Regions from separate parts of the Macaca mulatta genome. Here regions 1 and 2 are each linked to region 3. A link is a contact called in public Hi-C data. All regions are on one chromosome and are shown on one strand. The core of a region is the stretch at or near the end of the contact, and the rest is flanking DNA. Distances in the headings are between cores, read along the strand shown. Region 1 holds the start of LOC144341351. Region 2 has its middle 410 kb from the start of CCNH. Region 3 holds the start of TMEM161B (transmembrane protein 161B).

Region 1 (3,037 bases), core at 79-2,578, 420 kb after region 3:
CCCTGCACCAAGAGCCACCACTCTGGCCGGTAACCTGGCAGCGACAGACACCTCCCCAAAGTGCCCTGCGCACGGTGGAGAGAGGGTCTGCTAAGGGTACTGGGCGTCCCAGTTGCTACTTTTATATTAACTTGACATGGAATCAGACAATAAATAAGAGGAGAGGGAAGAGAAGAGGAAAAGAAGAGAGAGAAAAGGGGAGAGGCGCTATAAAGGGGAGAGTAAAGACAGAAGCGAGAAAGGGAGAGAAAAAGGAGACAGGGAACCCAAAGGGTTGAGTTAAAGAGAGAGTAAAATGGGGACGGGGTGGGCAAACGGTGGGAGGGGGAGAAATACCCAAATATCTGAATTTGGACCTTTCAAGCTAAAAATACCACCTCACTGAACTTCACAACCTCCAATGAGACACGTGTTTCTCCCCTCACCACCACGTCACCGAATGATTAATTTGCCGTCTCAATCAGAAATATTTTAGAATTGTATAACAGATATAGGACTTAACAGAAAGAAGCTCATTTTATGAAACATAGTGAAAAGTATATGACATTTAAAGATGATCTTGGCTACCTCACGGTAAAAATTACGGCTTGCCTTAACGACTCGACAGTTTTCCAACCATGCCCTCTGAAATGGTGAGCCCAGGGCCAGGAACAAGAGGTGTTCCGAAATATTTTGGACTTTAAGTGAAAAATTTTTTTCTTCCCGTTTCAAATTTTGTTATGTTTTTCTTCTTCACGAATTTATTCCTTTAACCCAAATTTTATAGATAATATGTGAATCTTTAAAAAAATTTACTGCAAAATGTCACCCCATTTTGACTGAAGATATGATTTTAGACGTTAATTTAAACACATAGCCAGTTCCGTTTTGCAAACTAACTCTGAATAACACCTGGTTCTGAATTTAGCCTATTCAACACAGTCTCCCTCTCCCTATCCTCAAATCAGAGCAGTGATTTCCCTGTACAAAACAACCAGAATCATACTAAAATCTCCAGTCACCTATAGGATGTGCCCATTGTAAATGTCCCTCTCGGTATTCATAAGCCAAATGCCCTTCTTTTGAAACACACACAAAAAGAATGCCTCTGATTAATAATCTCTTTCGCGGCACACTGAGGCCGAAGGCAGGGAGCCGCAGGACACCAGAGAAGGGCGCAGAATTCTGAATACCTAGCATTTCAATGCAGATTCCAGATTCGCAAACGGCTAGGTTTTCCAAGAGGAAATAATATTTGGCAAGCAACGCTTTTGGGAAAGACAACTACATTCCAAATACTGGCTCCTTCCTGGGCCTGGGGAGGGGACGGCGATCGCGGTTACCCGGCATTTCTGCGTTCATATGTGTGTACAAGGTGGTATGTAGCCCATGCATGTAGCCAGGCCTAGGTTTCTTTCTTTTCTTTTTCTTCTTCTTCTTTTTCCATTTTTTTTTTTTTCAAGGCAAGAATATTGAAACCAATCCACTCTTTCTGTAGCTAGCTCCCACGAAGCTGGGATTTTCAACCTCTTGTTTATTCGTAAAGCCCATATGGAACCCCGGTAGAATCTCCCCTTTTCGGATTTTACCAGGAGGCCCTCAGTGCCCCACCGCCGCCCATGGCACGTGAAGAGAAAGGAGGGAGAGTTGGGAACTACGAGAGAAGCCGGCTTGGAGCCGCTTCCGTCGGGGCCCAGGTTTCGCCCCAACAGACCCGTCTCTCCTTTCTCTCCCCGAAGGTACTTCCTTAGGCCGGCAGTGTCGCTACGGCGGTGGCCAGGTGAGCACGGACACGGTCCCGGGGCGGGGACGGGTAGAGCGGCCCTCTCTCGGGAGCTCGGGTGGGTCTGCGAACCTGCCGGGAGCCGAAGGCTGAGTGGCTCTGGGGGCCCGCGCGGGGCTCCCGGCTCCCGCCGGCAGGGGAACAGCGACACCTACTGGCTGTATGGGTACCGCGCCTAGGCCGTCAGGGCTGCCCTGGGCCAGGGTGCCCGGCTCCGTGGACTTGGGAGGCCGAGGGAAACTGCACCCAAGGCTCTGCGGACTGCTCTAGGATTCGTCCGCCCTGGAGAAGACAAAGCCACGCTTTCTGGAGACCTCTGGGAGGACTGTAGGATGGAACTGAACACACAGGCACACACGCATGCCCATTTTTCTGGGAAACCGGAGAAACCCGTAGACACAGTTACCCACCGTCCCTTGGTTTTATGAGAGAGACCCAAGCAGAGGTCAGAGCCTTGACCTCCTCAGGTTCATGACCCAGGCCTCTTCACCGCCATCCCCAGTTCAGCACTGACTAAAGAAGATATCTTTACAAATTAGGAAAAGAAAGGAGTTCATTATCCTCTCTTAAGCGGGGAAATGAGTGAGTCAAGGACACAGACTCACAGGCAGCGGTTGGCGCCGGGCACGCGAACCGGCCGAGCCCTACTGCTAGCCAGCTTCGGGCACCTTTAGTGCGCCCTGAGACTGCCGCTAGGGAGTGAAATTTGGTAGCTCTTCTTTAAGAATTATGATCTTCTTAATTACTCCTGAAATAAAGGCAAATTTGGGCTGCTGGTGATATTTTTGAGACCTACAGTTTTATATATATATATATATATGTTTAAAGCATATATATACATGAAGTATATGCATATGTGTGTGTACATACACACACACACACATACACATGTGTACATACATATATATATCTTCTGCGACATGACTTCCGTAGTTGGCTTCTGTTGGGGAAGGTAAGAGAGGTGAAGGCGTGGCAGGTCTGATGAAAACTCAGCAAGGTTGGGGATGGCAAAAAAGCAATTCATGTATTCCAGATTCACTTTCTCTTAACCAGTCTTTTCTGTAATAGCATACAGCCATTTCATATGGGAGGGAGATATGATGTTGGTCCCAGCAGCGGGTAGAGGGCGGGGGAACCTCAGCTTCCATTACTCCCCAAGATGCCTTCTTTTCCCCTTTTCAGATTCTGAGGCTCCCTTGGGCCTAAGAAACCTGACTGAGTGTGATTCTGATACTAACCTGCTCAAAGAGTAAAACATATTCCCTTTCCTTGAAA
Region 2 (3,288 bases), core at 195-2,694, 490 kb before region 3:
TGCTTTTCAATATTTAAGGATAATTGAGAGAATTAGGTGTACAAGCATCAATGGAGAGTAATTTTATTTATGTATAAGGAAGCTACATATCTGCATAACTTAATGAAAAGACATATGCACTTTGTGCACAGCACACATCTGTGATATCTGTATGTCTGGGTCAATACATTTTTGGAGTACAGATCTCCCAAATCGATAGCTTTTTATTAGAACCCCCTTAGGTGGAGAAGAAAATGTGTACCTCCAGCGATAAAAGTATGTTTATTACATGTTTGTGTGTGTAATTAAATGTAGAATTTGTACCTCAGGAATAAAGCTTGAACTAAATATAAATAATAACTAATTGAGGCTTCTTAGAGAATTTTGGCAAAGGAATATGGATATTTTCAACATAAATGAGACACGAGAAATTAAAAGTATATTTAAATTATACTAAAGGCAGAGCCCTTTAATTTTTAAATTATTAATTAAAATTTTAAATTATTCTGAACTAAAATGCATGTTTATGTTGTTTCTCATAGCAATCTCTTTGCTCCATTTATTTTGTATTTAATATTTATCAGTAAGTAGAAGACTTCCTAACAAATGTATACTTTTTTTCACAAATCTTTTAGAATTTGTGTGCGCTATGCAATTTTGTCACTTGGCACATTTGTATTCCTTCTTATAAAGGATAAACCATGAGAATCCTGATAGACTATACTTAAAATAAAATAGGAAGTCCACACAACTGAAGGTGAACAAATAATGCAGGCTGAAATGAGTATCTCTTCGAAAGACTACAAGCTTCCTTTTGACATTCAAGCAATTCAGTAAGGAGGGAAAGAGAAATTGAATTTAGCTGATGCAAATGAAATTAAAACTAAATTGGTTGTCACATCAAACTGATGTTAACTATGTAAATGTTTTCTGTTTATGAAACTACAGTTTAGAGTATATAATGCTGCAAAAATAAGAATATTTTTGTGTTCTTTTAAAATATAAATTAAAAGGGCAGATTATGAATTTTTTTTAAATCCTTGCCACTTACCCACATAATATCTAAGGACCTATGAATCATGAAAACTGTGGACATAGAGTGTTGAAATAAACATACACATATAGATATGCACATCAATACACATGCCTGCTTTTCTGGCCAAGCAGTATCCCATTACATCATTGCTTCAAATGCATTCATTCTCTTCAATATTGTTGGCTGTTTCAGGTTAACTACCAAAATCATTTGCCTGAGAAGCAAGATTTAATTGTCTTACAACTACCTCTGTGAGGTACAATAGGGATTACAAGTACCCATTGATTATACTATTGGGTAGAATAAGGGACTCTTATTCTAGCATTTCTCATTCATTTTGTCATTGCATTCTCTTTGAAAGAGACCAAATGGGTCCCAGCAGGTGAAAGCAAAGAAACCTGAAAGGCCCCCTTTGATGAATGACAATACCACAACCACCCTCCCCCAACCATTTTTGGAGATTATAAAACCTTATTAAATCATGCCCTGTTAGATATTGATTGAGAGGGAGCTAAACTAAAACCAACAATAGCAGCATGGATCAGAGAACACTGCTTTCATCAATGGGTACTAAAAACAGCTAAGCTTTCCAATCTTTTTTGGGGGGGCGGGGTGGGGGACCTTTTTTTTTTTTACTATTTACTTTTGTTTAAACCATTATCCTAGAAAGTCATACAATTATAGCTACTTTGTCAGTTAAGAATAAATCGTAGTTGTCTAGCACTTCATCTTTTTGAATGTAGCAGTGTATTGCACAAACAGTATTATACTTGGTTAAGATTCAGGATTATTATTATGATTATTGGGGGGGTGCAATTCTGGGTAATTATCATGATTATTCTTGACTCTGGGACCCCTTTGATGACAACGTTGCTTTAAAGTAAACCACTTGGACATAAAACCCAAGATATTTGAAAAGAGACTGCTGCCAGCATCAGAGTTGAACACTCACCCATATTTTAAAGCTATCTTGATTATCAGGCTGTTTGCGTTCCTGGGCTGTCTTTTCTGCCATCTGTGAGCGCCACAGCAAACAACCCCTTTATGACAATCGCCTCAGTATAACTTGAATATGTCTGCTTTAGAGGAGACTTCTGTAATAAGACTCTGTGCTAATTAACTGTCAGCCTTTTTAAAAAAATAAATAAATAAATCAGCAGACTGCATTTTAGAAAGACACTCCACCAAAAAATTCCCAAACAAGATTTAAGTTTATGTGCCAGACTGTAACTTCTACTCCATGTTTTTTCAGGCCTTCCTCTGAGTAAATCTGTTTACTTTAAATACTTCTCATGTGATAAAGGTTTTCATTTTTCTTGCCAGTTGACTACAGGTAGTAACATTCGCTCCACCTTCTAAACAGCTACTTGATTCAATAACGTTATCCTCCAAAAATAAAAGAAGACAAAAAAGAAAGGAAAAGGAAGGAAAGGAGAAGAAGGAAGAAAGAAAGAAAAAGAGGGAGGAAAGGATGAAAAAGAGAGAAAAAAGATTCAGGTGTAAAAACAACTTTTTTTTTTCTTTTTTTTTTTTTTTTTGGCCAGAAATGGTAGTTACATGGCAAAAAAAAAAAAAAAAAAAAAAAAAGAAAGAAAGAAAGAAAAAGTAAGTTAGGGTTGTTTCTATTGAAAACAATAATAGTTAAAAGGGCCAGATACTAAAGTTATTAGTTTAATATTAAGGATAAATAATTTCTAGTTCAAGAGAAAGAATTATATGTAGAAACAGCAGGATTTCCACTGAAAATGACTTTTTAAACAATCTCTAGAAACCATAATTGTCTTGCAAGAATATAGGAATCAAGGCTTATACAAAACAGAAACAGATACTTATAAAATTCATCTTGGTGAACTCTTTCCTACTTACTGGATAAAAACAGTAGTAATCACTTGAAAATAAAGCATTAACAATAATTCTCCTCTAAAAATATAAAACATAAGAATGAATGCAAAAGTTCTTATTTTCTTGTTAAAATCCACCTCTAATGATTCTCCAAAACATACACAAGAAATACAATTTTTAAGTTGAATATAATAAACAGAAAATAAGAACAATACTAAATTACTTTGTTTTTTAGGCAAAATTTCGTTTCTTCATATTGTACAACTTTTTTTACATAATTCTTCAAAGATTTAAATTGCATTTATAATTTAGATTTTATTATTAAATTATTTTTCAAAGTACTCAAAATGTTACCTAATTGTTAATTGGTATTTCCCATTTGTGGGGTCTCCTAAATTTGTTAGCTTAGACTTTAAATTTAGACATTACAT
Region 3 (3,088 bases), core at 564-3,063:
CAACTTTTCAGACCAAAAAGTCAAAAGTTAATCTAAAATTTTAAAAATGAAAATATGAGTTTTAGTCCAGACTGCCAAACTACTGTTGCTTTAGATAAATCACTGTCAATTTCTAGACTCCAGATTCTTTCTTCTGTAAAACTGGGGATGGAAGAGTGATTACTAGGCTTTGGTTCCTCCCAGTTCTGTGTTCCCTATCCTTGTCTGATTTCACTGATACAAAAGAAAAACAACTCAATAAAAACCATATTATCCACTGAGGTAAAAACAAAAACAAAAACAAAAACAAAACAAAACAAAACAAAACAAAAACCACTTTAAAGAGATAGGTTATCTGTTAAAGTGGACCAGGAACTACATTATTTTGAAGATCTTTGTTCTACACTCTGTTAAGTTTCTAAGTCATTCAAAAGCCAATCACCACACACAATAACGTTCGTTGGCAATATTTGGCCCTGAAAATACACAGCAAACTGAAGTTAAATTCCAGGACAGACGCCTCTGCAGGCGAGGGTCTGAAATCTTGTATACAGTGAAGAAAATGACAATAATGAACTTCACCAGAGCCCTGTGATCTTGGAAAAACTGCAAAGGGTAAGAAACCCCTTGCCCCTGTGTGTGTTCTGAGAAATTGGCTTGCTGCAAAGAATCACCTTTCCTGTAGAACTCAGATAAGCCTAAGGGTCGATCCATACCCCCCTTACCCCTTGTTTACCTAAAACAAGGCCATAACCAGACCCTTCTAATTCCCATCCTTTGCTCCGTAAATGACTTGCTGAAGTACCTGTCCCACAGATCAATCGGAACAAAGTACTTCTTAGCCAAACTTCAAGATTCTCTTCCGTGGGGTACCTGAATTTTGTCCTTCCCCAGTCTGAAACAACATATACAAACCTCTCTTAACAGCTCCTCCTCAGAATAGATGGGCTCAGGGTAAAACATTATCTGGTTACTGTCGGATCATACCCACCTTTTCACCCAATTCCTGACGTCTTATTTACCCCTCCCTATAAAAGACAAACCCTTTCTGCCTAATCTTTAAGGGGCATGCAAATCTTATGGTCCTTCTCCCTACTGCAACAGTTCCTTCAACCTCCTCCACACCCTTGCAATATTCCTTTCGAATAAAGTCTGTCCTTACTAATTCGGGTTTTCTATTTGACACCCTTTTCAATTATGAAATGGCTAAGTGTAAAGAATAAGGGGACTGCCGTTTCTTTAAATGACAGGTGTTGATCCTGTACAAGAAGGAGACCCGTTGTGTCCACCTGGAGAGGCTAAACGCATTTCTAAGATCCGAAGTTCTTGGCCACTGTTCTGCGGCTGGGGAAGGGGGCGCAGGAGAGGTGATTGACCCGGCAAGGTCAACTCTGGGATCACCTGGCGCCACAGGCCATACACAGTAAATGGGCCATTAACAGGCAGGCTACCCAGTCCATACTCCCTGACAGATACGCCCCTACCTCCGGCCCGCTAGTTTCCCAGCCAGGCAGGCGTAACGCTGCTTCCTCAGGGGCTCAGACACTCTAGGACAGGTGGTGGGTCCTGCCCAGCAGCTCATCCCAACGTCTCAACTCACTCCATTCTGAGCAGAGCACCTGATGGCTCTTTTTACAGGACTGACCTCCCCACCCTTTTCGCCCCACCGTTGTCACTCCTGCTCTCACAGAAGAACTCACCATGGCGCCTAGGATAGGTCGTGGACCAGACACCCCGGAGTCCCCGGGACAGTCCCAAACCTCTCACCTCCCGGTCCTTGAGCCGGGAGCCTCTCAAACAGCGAAAGAGAGGGTCTTCCGGCTCTGCCGGAAGTTGTGCGCGCGCGGGACAGGAAGTTCCTCCCTTCTCCAGAGCGCCGTCGACCCCACGCCACGCAGAGGTGAAGATACGCAGGACGTCCTCTAAAGCAACTTCCGTGGGTGCCAGGTTATGGGCTGGGGGCGGTGCTGACCTTGAGAGCGCGGAGGAGGCGCAGGCGCAGCACAGGTACGTCGGCGGGCGGAGCGCAGTGGCTGCGCTTGCGAGGACCCTGAGGTAGGTTGGGTGGTTTCAGCAGGAACGCATCCACTGTCTGAGAGGTGACGGAGGCACACGTTGGTGTGGGGAGCGGGAGAGGGGCGGGAGGGGTCCGGGATTGGGAGTGAGGGTGCGCGAAGGGAGTCGACTCCAGACCCAGGTGATTTAGAGTGTCAAGACCGCGTTTGGCCGTCGTTTTGTCTCAGCTTAACTGACGCCCTCTTTTTACCCTCTAGCTTTCCCGACTCGGTCCCTTATTAGCATATCCTCATTTCCGCAGACCTGCCCCTCAGTTGCTTCTGTTCCCTGCTTTAGTGGGTACCGTAGCTCTCCCTCCCTCAGGGCAATGGAATCTCATAGTGAGAAGTTTCTTCACTATTCACAGGTGGCAATTGAAGTCGGAAGAACATCTACCAAGAGCAGAGAAACCAGGAAGAAAATTCTGCCTGTTTAATACGTTCCAATATGGACGTTTTCCATATAGGTATCTGTCTGTATCTGTGATCTATATCTATGATATAGACAGATATGTATCGATATATCGGGGTTCTCAGCCATCCAAAAGAAGCATGCACAGGGCCAGTTGCTTTATGTCAGGAAAGGGGATACAGACTGAATGTATGAGGGGTTTTCTTTTTCTATCTGATATATATCTATATCAGATGCAAATAAGTGAAACTCTCATACACCTTTTAATTTTGTGTTTTTCCCAAACTCTATTCCAGTCAACTTTTTCTGCCTTTTTATTTGATTATAATGAGACGTCGTACTGGAGGCAGGCTTGAAATGGATATACAGAGCACTTTCAACCCAGAAATTTGTCTCACGACTTGGGGATCCTTACTTAAATTGTAGCTGTTAGTAATTTCATCCATGAATTCACTTTGTGCCATAGTGTGACGTTTTTTATAAAGTTGGAATTGGGAAGGGAAACTAGGAAGTTTTGAGGGAAGTTAAGAAGGTTGAGTAGGCAGGTGTATAGATACTAAATTTCACCCTCCTTATCAGAGTACCTGGAGGGTATGGTATCCAAGCTGTATATGACCCAAAGGAATCGGAGTTCTCAGCCATC

Evidence for each region. Hi-C and Micro-C count contacts between places; a contact is called where the count stands out from the background.
Region 1: a contact with region 3 is called in a Hi-C map of liver, with 4 times the contacts expected there. The contact joins the promoter of LOC144341351 here to the promoter of TMEM161B in region 3. A contact is called at or near these places in 2 of 14 Hi-C or Micro-C datasets (fetal cortex germinal zone and liver).
Region 2: a contact with region 3 is called in a Hi-C map of fetal cortex germinal zone, with 6 times the contacts expected there. The contact joins the enhancer-like site here to the promoter of TMEM161B in region 3. A contact is called at or near these places in 2 of 14 Hi-C or Micro-C datasets (fetal cortex germinal zone and fetal cortical plate).

What each region holds. Positions count from the first base shown.
Region 1 is chr6:95,105,154-95,108,190 of T2T-MMU8v2.0, forward strand. LOC144341351 reads right to left here and starts at 1,329. Exons shown (of 3, transcript XM_078004529.1): 1 at 1,323-1,329. The coding sequence starts at 1,329.
Region 2 is chr6:94,198,592-94,201,879 of T2T-MMU8v2.0, forward strand. No RefSeq gene overlaps it. Among named protein-coding and RNA genes, the nearest start is that of CCNH, 410 kb to the left of the region's middle. Within about 2 kb of position 1,445, at least 11 of the 40 cell types and tissues checked have an H3K27ac peak or open chromatin away from gene starts, as enhancers often do. A contact at or near this core is called in fetal cortex germinal zone and fetal cortical plate, where this site is marked.
Region 3 is chr6:94,685,333-94,688,420 of T2T-MMU8v2.0, forward strand. TMEM161B (transmembrane protein 161B) reads right to left here and starts at 1,814. Exons shown (of 12, transcript XM_001085376.5): 1 at 1,680-1,814. The coding sequence starts at 1,682. It overlaps LOC106998831 (a long non-coding RNA gene), which reads left to right and starts at 1,876. Exons shown (of 3, transcript XR_013418416.1): 1 at 1,876-2,034; 2 at 2,402-2,500.